Linked DNA regions of Sus scrofa: all the other regions are linked to region 1. Evidence: chromatin contacts called from public Hi-C data. All regions are on one chromosome and are shown on one strand. Each heading gives the region's core, a stretch centred on a gene start, on an enhancer-like site or on the middle of the called end of the contact. The rest is flanking DNA. Distances are from core to core; before and after follow the strand shown. Region 1 overlaps ANKRD44 (serine/threonine-protein phosphatase 6 regulatory ankyrin repeat subunit B). Region 2 overlaps ANKRD44 (serine/threonine-protein phosphatase 6 regulatory ankyrin repeat subunit B). Region 3 overlaps ANKRD44 (serine/threonine-protein phosphatase 6 regulatory ankyrin repeat subunit B).

Region 1 (4,582 bases), core at 1,442-3,941:
ATACCATCCATTTCCAGAGTGATCCTTCTAAAGCACAGCTCTTAGGTGACTCCCCTGCTCAAAAACCATGCATGGCTCCCCAGCCCTATGGAAGGGATGCCCAAATCTCTAAGCCTGGCATTCAAAGCCTTTTAGAATAGGATCCCTGTCTACCTCCCGGCCTACCTTCCTTCTCTCGTGCTCCAGCCAAATGAAACTGCTCCCTGTACGCGTTTAGTCTTCTGCTCGGGTTCTTCTGAGGTAGAAGCACACCCTTCCCAACTCACTCACCTCTGTCTGTTTAAATCCTTCTTTCAGGAAGCCAGATGCAGCCTCTCTCCTGTCATTGTGTGCATCTCCCATGGTGTTTACCTTCTACTCATGTCGTGTGTGTTCACATACTTCCTCTTACACTTTGGTAACTTATCAAGGGAGAGACTGACTATAACATCTTAGTGCTGAATTTCTTACCTTTAGTAAATTTCTTACACTTAATCAATCTTTACTGATTTGAATGTAATTGTTATCTGAAATATACCAGATTAATTTTTTTTAACTTAAAAAAATTTTTTTAGGGCCGCACCCACGGTTTATGGAGGTTCCCAGGCTAGGGGTCGAATTGGAGCTCCAGCTGCCAGCCTACACCACAGCTACAGATCCAAGCCGGGTCTGTGATCTCCACCACAGCTCATGGCAATGCTGGATTCTTAACCCACTAAGCGAGGCCAGGGATTGAACCCACCACCTCATGGTTCCTAGTCGGATTCCTTTCCACTGCGCCACAGCAGGATCTCCCTACCATATTAATTAAAAAAACCAAAAAACAAAAAACAAAACATGTTGTGTTGGCCCAGTGCTTTGCAGAGAAATAAAGGAAATATGAACTGGGTTGGTGTTCCCGTAAGGAAATACGATGCCACTGTCCTTGTGTGCAGAAGTTCCCATTTTATATAATCAAATGTTTTTCAGTCTCCTGGACTCCTTTTCCTTATCATTTCCCTTTGCTATCTGTCACTGAATGCCCTTGTCATGACATTGGATGGGGAAATTGGACAGATGCTTCCTGGAAGACTACACTGAGAGGATCCCTCGTAGATTCGCCTTCCTTGTGTCTTTCCTGGTTTTGTGGGCAGCAGGGGACCCTCCAGGCATCTCAGGCAGAGAGTAGTGGATGTCCTGGTCAACCCAGTGCCTTGGGTGTGAAAGTGGTTTGACCAGAGAGGGCCAGGAAGGTGTCTCCCTAATCCTCCATCTGGTTCCCAGGGGAGAGATGGTGAGAGTTTAACTGCTGCCTCCCTTTCTAAGGAATGAATATGGAATTCAAAGAAAAAGAACTACAGTCAGAAGAGGAGGTTTAAAGGGAAATTCTCATGGGCTTTGGAAAGACTTGACTGGGCAAAAGGTGGCTTTTGAGAGAATCCAGGTTCTAACAGACCCAATTTGGAGTTTGCCTGAATCATGAGTGACTTCATGTGACTGAGTTAATTCATCTATCTCGTATGTGGTCATTCCACCCCCCTCAGATATAACAGGAAATTGCCACCTTCCCAGTGAATGCCCTGTATTCCTACACATTGATTTTGTTTTTAAAGGACACCTGGATTGCTCTATTTGCCTTCCAATTCCATATATTCTCAAAAGGTATTATTACTCTAGATCACAAGAGAATATTACTATAATTAACTTTCTGTCATTTTTTAAAGGAACACTATGTTAGCGTTGTCCTTATTATGATAAGGGATGCAATACCAGATATTAATAAAAAGTCATGTTTGTACATTGCATCCTAAAACAGAGAACTGCTTTCTGCATCCGCACAGAGAAATTACACTGAATACACTTATTACCTTAAAATTCATCTTCTGGCCATATGCATTTTTTTTCCCCACAAAAATCACTAAAGTGGCTTATATTGATTAACATTGTTAAATTACCATTAATATTTGATACCACATGAATTCAGTGTGCTCTAACATACAATTATACTGAGAATGTAAGCAAAGCTAAGCTAGGAAATAAAACTTCTATAAAAATTTCTCAAAATAGGAAGCCACTGTAGAAGTATATTGTTGTTCCTTTTGTTTCACTAAAATTATACTGATGTAAATATGCAGCAAAAACTAACCTCTTGGATCCATTTTGCTCTTGCTTAAATTAACTTTCTCTAAATGTTAACTCCTGAACACTGCTTAATTGACTTAGCTAAAGTTTAGATTTGATCTCAAGCCATTTGAAACTAGACAGAGTGAAAAAAGATGTGGGTAGTTGGCAGCGGAGTCCAATAAAAATATGGCATTTGGCAGAGTATGTCTGCGTTGTTTTGCTTTGCTTTTTTTCTCTTTATGGTTGTGGCCTATTTTTGAAATGCTATGATTTAAATTCAGTGCTCAAGTGACAAGTCTGACAAAACAGAACTTATTTCCATGGAGGTTCTGTTGGGGAAAAGATGGAAGTGTTCCAGGAGCTAAAGGAAGTAACCTTAGTTTCACCTGGAAACAGTAGTGTCTCGGGGGCAGGAGATTTGGGCTATATATAAAGAGTAAAGGAAAGGAGCCAAGAGGCTGAGCCAAATTTGCATCCAGGAATAGAGCAACATCAAAGAATTAAAAGCAGTTATCTGTTGTTTCCACAGTATCTCTGTACACTGCAGTTGGGGAGCCGGAGGTAAATGAAGATCAGAAAGTTCTCTCCTGGGATGCCTTGGGTTGCAGCAATGGTCTTCTAACTGAGCTCCCTAGCTCCATTCTCTCCTCCCCCAAAGCTCAGCCCACGCTGTGGCCAGATGAAATGTTTGCAAAAACTCTGTGTCGTTTTCTTGCTCAAGACCTCCAGTTCCTGTTTGCTCTGAAGATTGAGTTAAAACTCCTTCTGCTGGCGTGGTGCTTCCCCCAGCCCATTTCTTTTTTTTCCTCCTCCCCCTAATCTCATCATCTCCTAGTCTCCACCATGAAAAATGCACTCCACACTCTCATTCAAAATCCACTTTGCAGCCTACCTTCTCTCTGATAGCTCAATCTAGACAGAGCTGCCCTCCGCCTGACCTCCAGGTTGAAAGATTGTAGCTTTTTGTTTTCCAACTTGTGGCAAGATTGTTTATTTTGTTAGTTATTTTGTTGGGGGTAACTATGTCTAGAAACAGATACACATAGATAGTCACTCTCTGTGCACATACATGTATGTATATGTATACACAGACACACAGAAGAGATATGGAGACATTTTCCCTTATGAGTGTAAACAGCATATCTCTATACAGAAAATACACTGAAACGGAGGCTGTACAGCAGAAATTGGTACACTGTTGTAAATGAACTATATTTTCATCATAAAAAAAGATACTGAAGCTGAATTCCTCGTCAGGAATTATTTGTTTATTCTGTATTGTATTGTATTGTAGTCACATGACAGGTGAGAGAAAGAAAGTACTGAGCCGGGAGAATCAAGAAAATTAAATTCTGGCCTCAACTTTGCCCTAACAGGCACATCATTTGACCCCCCTCACAGCTCCAGAGAGGGAATTAATCTCCTGGATGACCATCAGGAGATCATAAAGAAAAAGTATAATGGTATATGTTTGTAATAATCTTTCATAGTAAAATTATGATTTCACTCCCCATCCAGTGGACATAAATATGAGGCAGAGTTGGATTAGTCAAGAGAGATGATGTATTAGTCAGGAGAGTTGCTGTTATTTGACTTTATAGATTAGACCCCTGAGTACAGAGAGATTGTGCAACATTTTTGAGGTTGCCTGGTGTAACAAAGGCCAAGTCAGGCTCTGTGTGATTTTCAGTCCCCTGCCTGTGTGTAACTGCTTCTTTTCCCAGTGTGATGGACCCCTCTGCTTTACTGGTGGTGTTGAGTGGGTTATAATCCTAACTTATTTGTTCTATACATTTTAAGGACAGCTCCCCGCATCCCCAATTTTTCCTACTGTAGCATGGTTGGACATAAAAGCTCTTGCCTTGAAAAAAAAAAAATCTTTTTTTTTTTTTTTTGGCTGCACCCATGGCACATGGAACTTCTCAGGCCAGGAATCAAACCACAGCAGCGACCCAAGCCACCACAGTGACAATGCCAGATCCTTACCCTGCTGCACCACGAGGGAACTCTTACAGTTTTTGAACTTGTTACCTCAAAATCAACACTAATTATTTTTATTGAGTACATACGAGGCATCTGGCCCCACATAGGAGGTGCTGTAAGTATTATGTCATTTTGGAAACATGTTTTATAAAATGGCTATGGTAACCTTATATTATAGATGAGGAAACCATGGCTAAGATTTAATCCTAAATCAGTTTTACCATACATGAATCTCCCTATTGTGGCAGAAAAAAAAAAAGATCTCAAGGTCTGTTAAAAGCAACATTGCCTCCAGATTTCAATCTAACTGATACTGTTGTTTCATCATTTCCTTTTACCTAACCTTTTGTGAGTAACTAGTAGCAAAGTTGACATGCCTGGGTTTCATTTTTCCTCTGGCCAGCTCTTCTCTGGGAAGGTGCTAATGAGTAATCTTAAAGAGGAGAGAAATAGCCAAGAAGGATCTCAGGAAAGGAAGGTGCAACAAAGGATGTGAATGTTTCAAAACCTGAATAAT
Region 2 (4,582 bases), core at 1,509-4,008, 190 kb after region 1:
GTTCCCATTGTGTGCAGTGGAAACAAATCTGACTAGGAACCATGAGGTTGCGAGTTCGATCCCTGGCCTCGCTCAGTGGGTTAAGGATCCTGCATTGCTGTGAGCTACGGTGTAGGTCGAGCGAGTGTGTGTGGCTCAGATCCTGCATGCTATGGCTGTGGCTGTGGAGTAAGCTGGCAGCCATGGCTCTGATTCAGCCCCTAGTCTGGGAACCTCCATATGCTGTGAGTGTGGCCCTAAAAAGCAAAAAAAAAAAAAAAGTGGTACGGCGAACTTGAGTTTTAAAAGATTTTTTCTGATGACTATTCAGTAATAGTTTGCAGGAGAGCAAGGTCAGGAAGGGACGTTTTTGCCATAATCTTGGCAACAGAGAATGTGGTATAGTAAGAACTGGATAGATTCTGGGTATATTTTAAAGAAAGAGTAGAGAGGATCCTGGCTTGGAAGTCCAGATGATCTTGGCATTTTGGGGGCTGTCTCCAGCCTCCCAACCTGAGTGTGAATTATAACAGAAATATGGGTAGATTTCCTGCCTGAGGCCTGAGAACCTGATGACACCTCTGTGTAGTTAGCAAAAAACGCCCTTTCCTCTCAGCAGACACATCCCTGCACAGGGCATGGCAAGGCAGTGGGGAGAGGCTGGGAAGCTACTTTTGGCACACACTTGCCCCAGTGTCCCAGAGCCCCTGTGCAGGGCTGCAACCCTGGGCTTAAGAGGAAAGGATAAGATGACTTCAAAACTTGGGGCCTGAGCAACTAGAAGATAAAATTACCATTTGCTGAGATGGAGCCCATTGTAGAAGGGAAATTAAGAACTCAGTTTGGGGAGTTCCTGTCATGGCACAGCAGAAATGAATCCGACTAGGAATTATGAGGTTGCGGGTTTGGTCCCTGGCCTCCCTCAGTGGGTTAAGGGTCCAGTGTTGCTGTGGTCTGTGATGTAGGTGGCAGATGTGGCTCGGATCCAACATTGCTATGGCTGTGGTGTAGGCCAGCAGCTGTAGCTCCGATTGGGCCCCTCGCCTGGGAACCTCCATATGCCATGGGTGCAGCCCTAAAAAAAAAAAAAACAAAAAACAAAAAACAAAACTCAGTTTGGGACATGTTAAGCTTGAGATGAATATTAGATATGCAAGTGGAAATATCAATAGGCAGTTGCATATACAAGTCCTACAGAGTAAATGAAGTTAGAACTGGGATATAAATTTAGGATTCATCAGCATGTGAGTTAATATACTACACATATAATATATATGTTTACTATGTAGCATAATAACCATAATCATTCACAAAAATAATGTAATGAGAAAGTTTTAGAAACAATTCCTGTCAGTAGCCTTAAATCTCATGGGTGCTTTTAATCTAGTTTTTGTTGTTGTGGTAGTTTACATGTACTTGGGAAAAACACTCAAATGATTTTTTAAAAGAGAAGGTGAAATAAGTCCATGCAATTATTCCTTTGTATCTGTCCAAAATTTTCTGCAAATATAGATATACACATAGAGATGTGTATATCTGGATGTATTTGCTTTTTATGAAATTGTTATATGTGTATTTGCCACTTAGTTTTTTTTTAAATTTTTGATAGATTTTGTCAGATCACCCTCCACAAATGTCACACCAATCTATACTCCCACCAAGAGAACATAGATTGCTTTTATTCCACCATGTCTTAACAAATACTAGACATGCCCAAACTTAATCATTGCCATTTGGTCGTTAAAAAATAGTACCCTAAAAAGTTACCTAATGTTTTTATATGTTTATTGACCTTTTCTATTTCTTTTTCTGTGAGCTGTCTTTTCAGTGTTTTTTTACACGTTTTCCTAGTTTTTAAAATGGTTTGTATAAACTCTCTGTGTATGAAGGAAATGAGTCTCTTGTCTGTGCTAAGCCTTTTTTCACATAAATCGTGCCTTGAGGAATTGCTGCAGCAGAAAAACAGAAAGCAAAGGAGACATGAGAGGCTGCTTGTGCTTGTGGCTGCTGAAGGCTCTGGGACAGGCTTTTCCTTTGTCTCCCTCTGTACTTCGTTCCACCAACACCCATCCTAATCCCTTCTCTCTCTTTTATTTCAATGTCCTTTGCCCTGTGTGTGCATGAACATTTTTTTACCTTATAGCCTTAATAAAAATCATCTTTCAGACTTTTTAGTTTTATGGCTTAGTAGCATGAAGCCTCCTTATTTTATTTATTTTTTTTATTTTTATTTTTTTGTCTTTTTGCCATTTCTTGGGCCGCTCCTGTGGCATATGGAGGTTCCCAGGCTAGGGGTCAAATCAGAGCTGTAGCTGCCAGCCTACGCCAGAGCCACAGCAACGCGGGATCTGAGCCGCATCTGTGACCTACACCACAGCTCACGGCAATGCCAGATCAGCAACACTGGATGGTTAACCCATTGAGCAAGACCAGGGATCGAACCCGCAACCTCATGGTTCCTAGTCGGATTCGTTAACCACTGCGCCACGACGGGAACTCCAATTTTAAACAGCATAGAATCTCACGATACGTTTGAACATGGCACTGATATTTGGAATAGTCTTCCCATAATCGTTCGTACATTTTCGTTATAATCAATGGAAGAAACAAAGCAGAGAGAGGAAGCATCAGCTATATATTTGATACTGTGCAAAACCATGCAGTTTTATCTCTTCTCATCTTCCTGGGAAGGCAGCTTTTATTGCTCTCATTTTGTAGATGAGGAAACAAATGCTAAGTGAAATTAAGAAACTTACCCCGATCACATGGTTGAAATTAAAATGTTGACTGTAACAGAAGGTCAGTATGCTTCTGCTGAGTTACAAAGTCCACAGTGCTTTTAGCGATTTTTTTTTTCCCCTCAAGGTTTAACAGAAAACTCTCCGGAAAAAAAATATTCTGATTGTGTCAGTATTTAGGTCTGAACTGGTAGATAAAAGAATTAATTCACTTAGCTGTTCGTCTGTATTAGATTGGTAGCTATAAATACAAGAATGTATTAATACGTTTAGTAACTTTAGAGCAAACTGTTTGACAAAAGCGAAAGAACCTAAAGAAATTCATATGTAACAGGACTGTGCATTAAAATTTTCCTAACTCTGGTTTCACCTATGCTTCAATAATTATCCCAAGCCTCTCTCTGATGTGCTCCTTGAAATTTTTTTTTCCTTTTTATGGCTGCACCTGTGGTGTATGGAAGTTCCTGGGCTAGGAGTCAAATAGGAGCTGCAGCTGTTGGCCTACACCACAGCCTCAGCAATGCCAGATCCAAGCTGCAGCTTGTGGCAATGGCAGATCCTCAACCCACTGAGTGAGGCCAAGGATCAAACCCGCATCCTTATGGACACTATGTCGAGTTATTCACCTGCTGAGCCACAACGGGAACTCCTGATGTGCTCTTTGGAGTGGTCTGTCTGTGACCTGGGAGACTGAGCATGCATTTGAGTTGTTGGTTTCTTCTTTGCAGGCCTACAATGGGCACCACCAGGCCTTGGAAGTCCTTCTGCAGTCGCTGGTGGACCTGGACATCAGGGATGAGAAAGGCCGCACGGCTCTGGACCTGGCTGCCTTTAAGGGACACACAGAATGTGTGGAAGCACTTATCAATCAGGGTGCATCCATCTTTGTGAAAGACAATGTAACCAAAAGAACCCCACTTCATGCCTCAGGTAGGTCTTGTCAGGAGTCTGATTACCCTAGTTTTGAAACACACTTATGCATTTGAGTAAAAGGATGGCAGCATCTTCTTTCATCCCAGGTTTTAAAATATCTGTTTTCTTTCTATGTCAGACATGCCTGCACTCTTCCAAAACGCTTTTGGCTTACTCTCCACTTGGGGATGATTAATGTTCTATGTCCAGGGATGCTCTGGCCTTCTTCTTTAGAGACTGTATTTTTAGAGCAGTTTTAGGTTCACATGAAAATGGAGAAGAAAGTACAAGCATTTTCCACATAGTCCCCATCTCCCGCACATGCATAGCCTCCCCCATTATCAACACCCCTCACCAGAGTGGTGCATTTATTACAATGGATGAACCTGCACTGACACATCATAATCATCCGAGCCCATGGTTTACATTAGGGTCCACTCTTGGTGTCATACATTATACAGATGTATAATGACATGTATCCATCATTCTGCCCTAAAAATCCCCTATGCTGCATCTGACTTTCATCTTCAAAAGTGAGTTCAGAATCTTTGGCCAACGACAGTCACAAAACTTTCTGAAAGGGGGGGGCAAAGGTGTATTGTGATCTTTAGATAAGGTACCTAGAACAAAAATCACACAGCATTTTGAAGAATAAAGCTAGTGGTATTTCAGAGCTGCTTCATAAGAGGAGTCATCAGACAGCAGTCTACTCCGTTTGTCCTTCTGCCAGCCTAAATGAGACTTCTTCCCTTTTGCTCTGATTCTTGATGCATCAGGTGTACAAATAGAGACTCTTAAAGAATGCATGTATTGATAAAAAAGTAATTTGCTTTCTCTGGGATTTTTCTTCCATAAACATAAATTAGAACTGTGTTCAGACACTTCTAGACATAAACACAGATGTAAAGGTAATGGGGAAACTTTTATGATTCTTGAAAAAAATTTTGAAAATC
Region 3 (4,582 bases), core at 552-3,051, 180 kb after region 1:
CTATCAATCGTATCAAAGTTTAATATTACTCTTCCTTATGTCCTTATGACAGAAGGGCAGAGGTTCCCCTCAGGATGAGTCCTACCACTACCTCTTAACAGCAAACTGACATTGTGGTTTAGAAAGACACACTTAGCCTAGAGCATTTTTCAGTTACAAGACCATGATCTATGAAAGGTCGAGTTTGTTTCTGCATTTGCTGGCTGGGTTGATTTCCTAGATGTGGCAATGAATATGGGATTCAAATTGCTTTTTAAAGGGAAAACCCATCCAAAATATAAAATATCAGTAATGTTTTTGATAGTTTTGCAGTGTCAAAGCAGGCAAGCAAATGTGTTATCACCCTGTAATTATTTCCATTAATGCTTTCTCATTCACTTATCAGATTTAAATTAAATTCAGTGAACATTTATTGAATGCCTACTCCCTGGTACAAGTAGTCCCTGCCCCTAAGGAATTTTCAATTTAATAGCCATTAAGGAATATACTTCATCAACAGTAAGACTGGCCAGAATGGTATTATTGCTTTAGTAAAGATATACTAGTCATGGTCATGAAAACATTGCCCCCCCCCCCAAATTTTGACTGGATATGATGCAGAATATAGCCAAAGGGTCCTTGGAAATCATTTGATTCAATCACCTCCCTTTTAAATACAAATCTATCTTATTCTTTACTAAGCTATATTTGTTATAGAAAGTTTAGAATATGTAGAAAAGTGGAAAGAAGAGATCAAATACCTAAAGTCCTTCCACCATAAAGCAGCTATTATTAACCCTTCTGGTATGTTTTCTTCCAGTCATCTTCTCAAATATTTTGTTTTACATATATATGAAGTAATATTAAATCTGTGATTTTTGTGCATTGGTATTTTTCCATAAAATGTTATGATATAATCTTTTCCCAATGCTATTAAAGCACTTTCTAGCATTGCTTATGCTAGATAATGTTCAATTATTGGATCAGACATAACTGACATTCTTCTGCTGTTTAGATTATTTACACAGTTTCACTATTGAATGGCTCTGGGCTTAACACTTTCTCACGATAGTCTGAAGTAGGTTTAGGGTCAAAGAATATGAACATTTTTAAGACTCTTGTAAGATAGTTTTGGAGCACCAGGCACTTTATATCTTCCATTTGACTTTTTCACAGCCGGTTTCATTAGCCTTCCTTACACATACTACAGGCTCTTCTGCCTTTTAATTGGCAAGGAAATCACCAGGAACTGAATACACACTGGAGGGAGGAGATAAGCACAGTAATCAAAATTGGCTCCCAAGAAGAAATGGAAACTTAATCTAGCTAAGCTTCTAGTAGCACCGTCCTTAATTTGTGTTATCTCCTTTTGAAGTTGCATAGACCTTGACTTCCACAAGTGTAGAAAGTTAATGGCTCCTTACTTATGCAACTGAGTAGAGGAGGCAGAAATTAGATTAGATTCATACATTTCTAGAAACCACTGAATTTCCGGCAATTGTTGTTAATAACAATTTCAAGCAACACGCTTTTTCTAATAGCTGTGAAGGGATGTGAGCAGAATCATGAGAAACAGGTTGGCACTGCTGTTACTGATGTGCCATCATGAGGAAGCTAGTTTATTCTGGTTTAGACCCAGAGGCCTGGGGTCCACTGAGGTCCAGTATGGCCTGGAATAGCATATTCATTCTGAGACTCAAAGATCTGTGGGATCCCCCAAGCTTTCTCCTGGGACCCTCTGAATGGAGTGACACAGGCTGGGTGGTCTGAAACTTCTGCAGGACCAGCCCCCTCTTCTGGCCTGAGCCAGAGCCAGGTCACAGCACAGTTGACTCAGGAATGGCCTTGAGGTTGCCCAAATTGCATTTCATTCTCAAACACAGACAAGTGGAATGTGCACTAGAATTTCTGACAGAGGTGCCAACTTTCCAGGGCCTTGGCCTACTTCCAGCCCTTTACAGACTTGAAGACTCATAAATGCCCTCTCAGTCCTTGCTGCGAAAAGAGAAATAAATCCATTTTTAAAACTTTCCTCAGAGAACCTCCTTGACCTGATCCCCATGGATATTTTCTGATTGGTTCCCCAGCTCCTCCTCGCCTTCCTCATTTGTGGGAACTAGTCGGAGTCTAACCAGAACCAACAAGGGTGAGGGTTATCTCACAGACCCACTGGCTACACATTTCTGTGTTTACAGTCTGAGCCATACTTGCTTTCTGCTCTCTTAAATAGCCCTTTTAGAAATGGGTTTAGTTCAGCTTGAGGTCTCTTGAGATCCCTGAATTTTTTCCTGCCATGTTTTCAAATAGCCAGCCATAAGCTCTACTGCTTATAAAGCTTGGGTTTCCAGCTCAAGTATAATATTTATGTGTTTCCTCACAATTTTGGATAAGATTGCTGTTTTCTTAACCCAGCGGCCAGTTGGCTTACCATCAAGTTCTTATTTCTTCCTGATTTTGTTATCACAGATTCACTTTGTAGAGAAAGAGGGATCCTATTACCTCTGCTGCTTTTAAATCCAAGTGGTTGAGGTATTCTTTGTGTGAGCCCTCCAGTCCTATGGAAATGCCTTCCTAATTCAGAAAATGTCCCATGAATTGTTATAATCCTAAATACAAATGTTTTATCACCCCCCCCCCAAAATATAGAGCATCCCAGCCACCGCACACTTCAACAGGAGGATTCATATTCCACAAATAAGGTGGTTGAGGAGTTCCTGTCGTGGCACAGTGGTTAATGAATCCGACTAGGAACCATGAGGTTGCGGGCTCGGTCCCTGCCCTTGCTCAGTGGGTTAAGGATCTGGCGTTGCCGTGAGCTGTGGTGAAGGTTGCAGATGCGGCTCAGATCCCACGTTGCTGTGGCTGTGGTGTAGGCTGGCGGCTACAGCTCTGATTCGACCCCTAGCCTGGGAACCTCCATATGCTGCGGGAGCAGCCCAAGAAATAGCAAAAAGACCAAAAAAATTAAAATAAATAAATAAGGTGGTTGAAAAGCCTGCTTGCTCCCGTGCTAGCTTCTTTCTCTCAATTCCTACTTCAGATGCCCATCTTTACTTGTGGGGGGTTGGGAGTAGCTTGAATCTCAAGCCTTCTGTTTTATTTTTTTCACCAAGAGGGTCTTGACAAATATAAGGTGGTTGGAAGAGGCTGTGGGAGAAGAAGTGGGGTCAAGCAATGAGAGACTCTCCATACAAGCTTCATAAGAGAAAAGAAGCAATTCTGGGATTTTGGAGTAACAAGGAATAAGATTAAGTAGTCCAGCTAAAGACTTTATTAAAGCACCCATTTTAATAAATTGTTGAGGCAGAAGAACAGGTCGATCCTTGGAATATGAGTGCAGATTTTTTTTATTGCACCAGTAGAAACCAATGGTGACATATTAGATGTGTACATTGGATTTATGAGAGTAATTCAGTGTGAAAACTAGTATGTGAATGCATGGATTGTGTAAATGTTGATGATAAGCCAGAAGAAATATTAAGTGGAAGCAGCCTTAAAAGAAGGTTATAACTAGTTTGCTTTGTATTATACATATAAAATTACATTCTTTGATTTATAGCTGCAAGCTGTATGTGCAGAACTCATTGCTTTTTATGATGCTGCTTTTTTTGCATGTATTCTTAGCTGTAACCGTGTTTCAAAAGAGCCATTCCATTTTAGATTTTGACAAGGTAGGTTGAGAGTGATCTCTGTAGAGCAGTGTTATTTTCCAGTAATATTGCAGACCACAGGCTGAAGTATGAGTTTGTATAATGAGTCATGGTATGAACGCTCTGTCTCTCCGGCCCCCATGTTAGTTCCTGGAGACAAGTTTATACAGAGCAGAGTCTGAGCAGTGCTGCATATCTGCTTCATCCCTTGGATTTGATATGGTTTAGAACCAATTTTAAATATGAAGGAAAAGTTAAGACTAAACATAAACATCAGTTTTTAATGACTTGCAAATTGCTTTTTCCCCCCATTTTTTCACATTGCCTTCTAAACTCGCAAAGGAGCAGCACTAAAGGAAGAGGCATGCTTATCAGAGCTAGATTCCAATTAACATCCCTTCTGATTGCTGTGTAACCAAGATGAGTACTTACCACTTCTTAGGAAACAGAGGAAAATCCCAGAGATCAAAGGGAATTGTTGAAGTTAGGGACATAAAAAGAGCCATGTACTTTAAAAAACAAAAGACATGCACACAAGAAAACTCTTTTTCGTTTCCTACTCTTGTCCCTGCTGCTTTTTTTTTTTTTTTTTTTTTTTTGGAACTATTAGGGGAACATTTCAGCTTATCAGATGATAGGAAGGCACTGTCATGTGGGGTTAATAGCCTGGGTTTTGCGTTAAACCTGGGTTCAGTTCCCTGATCTGTATTTTCCAGGCTGTGTGAATTTGCGTACGTTACTTATTGGATTACTTGAGGGTAGATTAAGGTGATCCATGGGAGGCCCTTTGTAGAATGCTTAGCTCCTAGCAAATACTTAGTAACTTCTGGTCGTCATCAGTGAGAATCTATATCATCATTAATCACCACCGCTTTCCTCTCTCGGTAATTACCGCCTCCACCGCTGCCATCACCATCACCATCTCACGCTCCTGGTTTTCCTCCTACCTCTCT

The links. A called contact is a pair of places that touch in the nucleus more often than the background predicts.
Region 2: a contact with region 1 is called in a Hi-C map of liver, with 2.0 times the contacts expected there. The contact joins two enhancer-like sites. A contact is called at or near these places in 1 of 5 promoter capture datasets (liver), 12 of 47 Hi-C or Micro-C datasets (brain, embryonic fibroblasts, epiblast stem cells and 8 more) and 1 of 2 datasets of contacts at active chromatin or transcription factors (alveolar macrophages).
Region 3: a Hi-C map of liver shows a contact between it and region 1, with 4 times the contacts expected there. The contact joins two enhancer-like sites. A contact is called at or near these places in 2 of 47 Hi-C or Micro-C datasets (brain and liver).

Annotation. Positions count from the first base shown.
Region 1 is chr15:101,090,985-101,095,566 of Sscrofa11.1, reverse strand. The region is part of intron 1 of ANKRD44 (serine/threonine-protein phosphatase 6 regulatory ankyrin repeat subunit B); the gene reads left to right. Among named protein-coding and RNA genes, the nearest start is that of ANKRD44, 120 kb to the left of the region's middle. Within about 2 kb of position 2,691, at least 18 of the 83 cell types and tissues checked have an H3K27ac peak or open chromatin away from gene starts, as enhancers often do. A contact at or near this core is called in liver, where this site is marked.
Region 2 is chr15:100,897,542-100,902,123 of Sscrofa11.1, reverse strand. It overlaps ANKRD44 (serine/threonine-protein phosphatase 6 regulatory ankyrin repeat subunit B), which reads left to right. Exons shown (of 28, transcript XM_021076238.1): 18 at 3,446-3,647. Among named protein-coding and RNA genes, the nearest start is that of PGAP1, 79 kb to the right of the region's middle. Within about 2 kb of position 2,758, at least 7 of the 83 cell types and tissues checked have an H3K27ac peak or open chromatin away from gene starts, as enhancers often do. A contact at or near this core is called in liver, where this site is marked.
Region 3 is chr15:100,913,485-100,918,066 of Sscrofa11.1, reverse strand. The region is part of intron 16 of ANKRD44 (serine/threonine-protein phosphatase 6 regulatory ankyrin repeat subunit B); the gene reads left to right. Among named protein-coding and RNA genes, the nearest start is that of PGAP1, 95 kb to the right of the region's middle. Within about 2 kb of position 1,801, at least 19 of the 83 cell types and tissues checked have an H3K27ac peak or open chromatin away from gene starts, as enhancers often do. A contact at or near this core is called in liver, where this site is marked.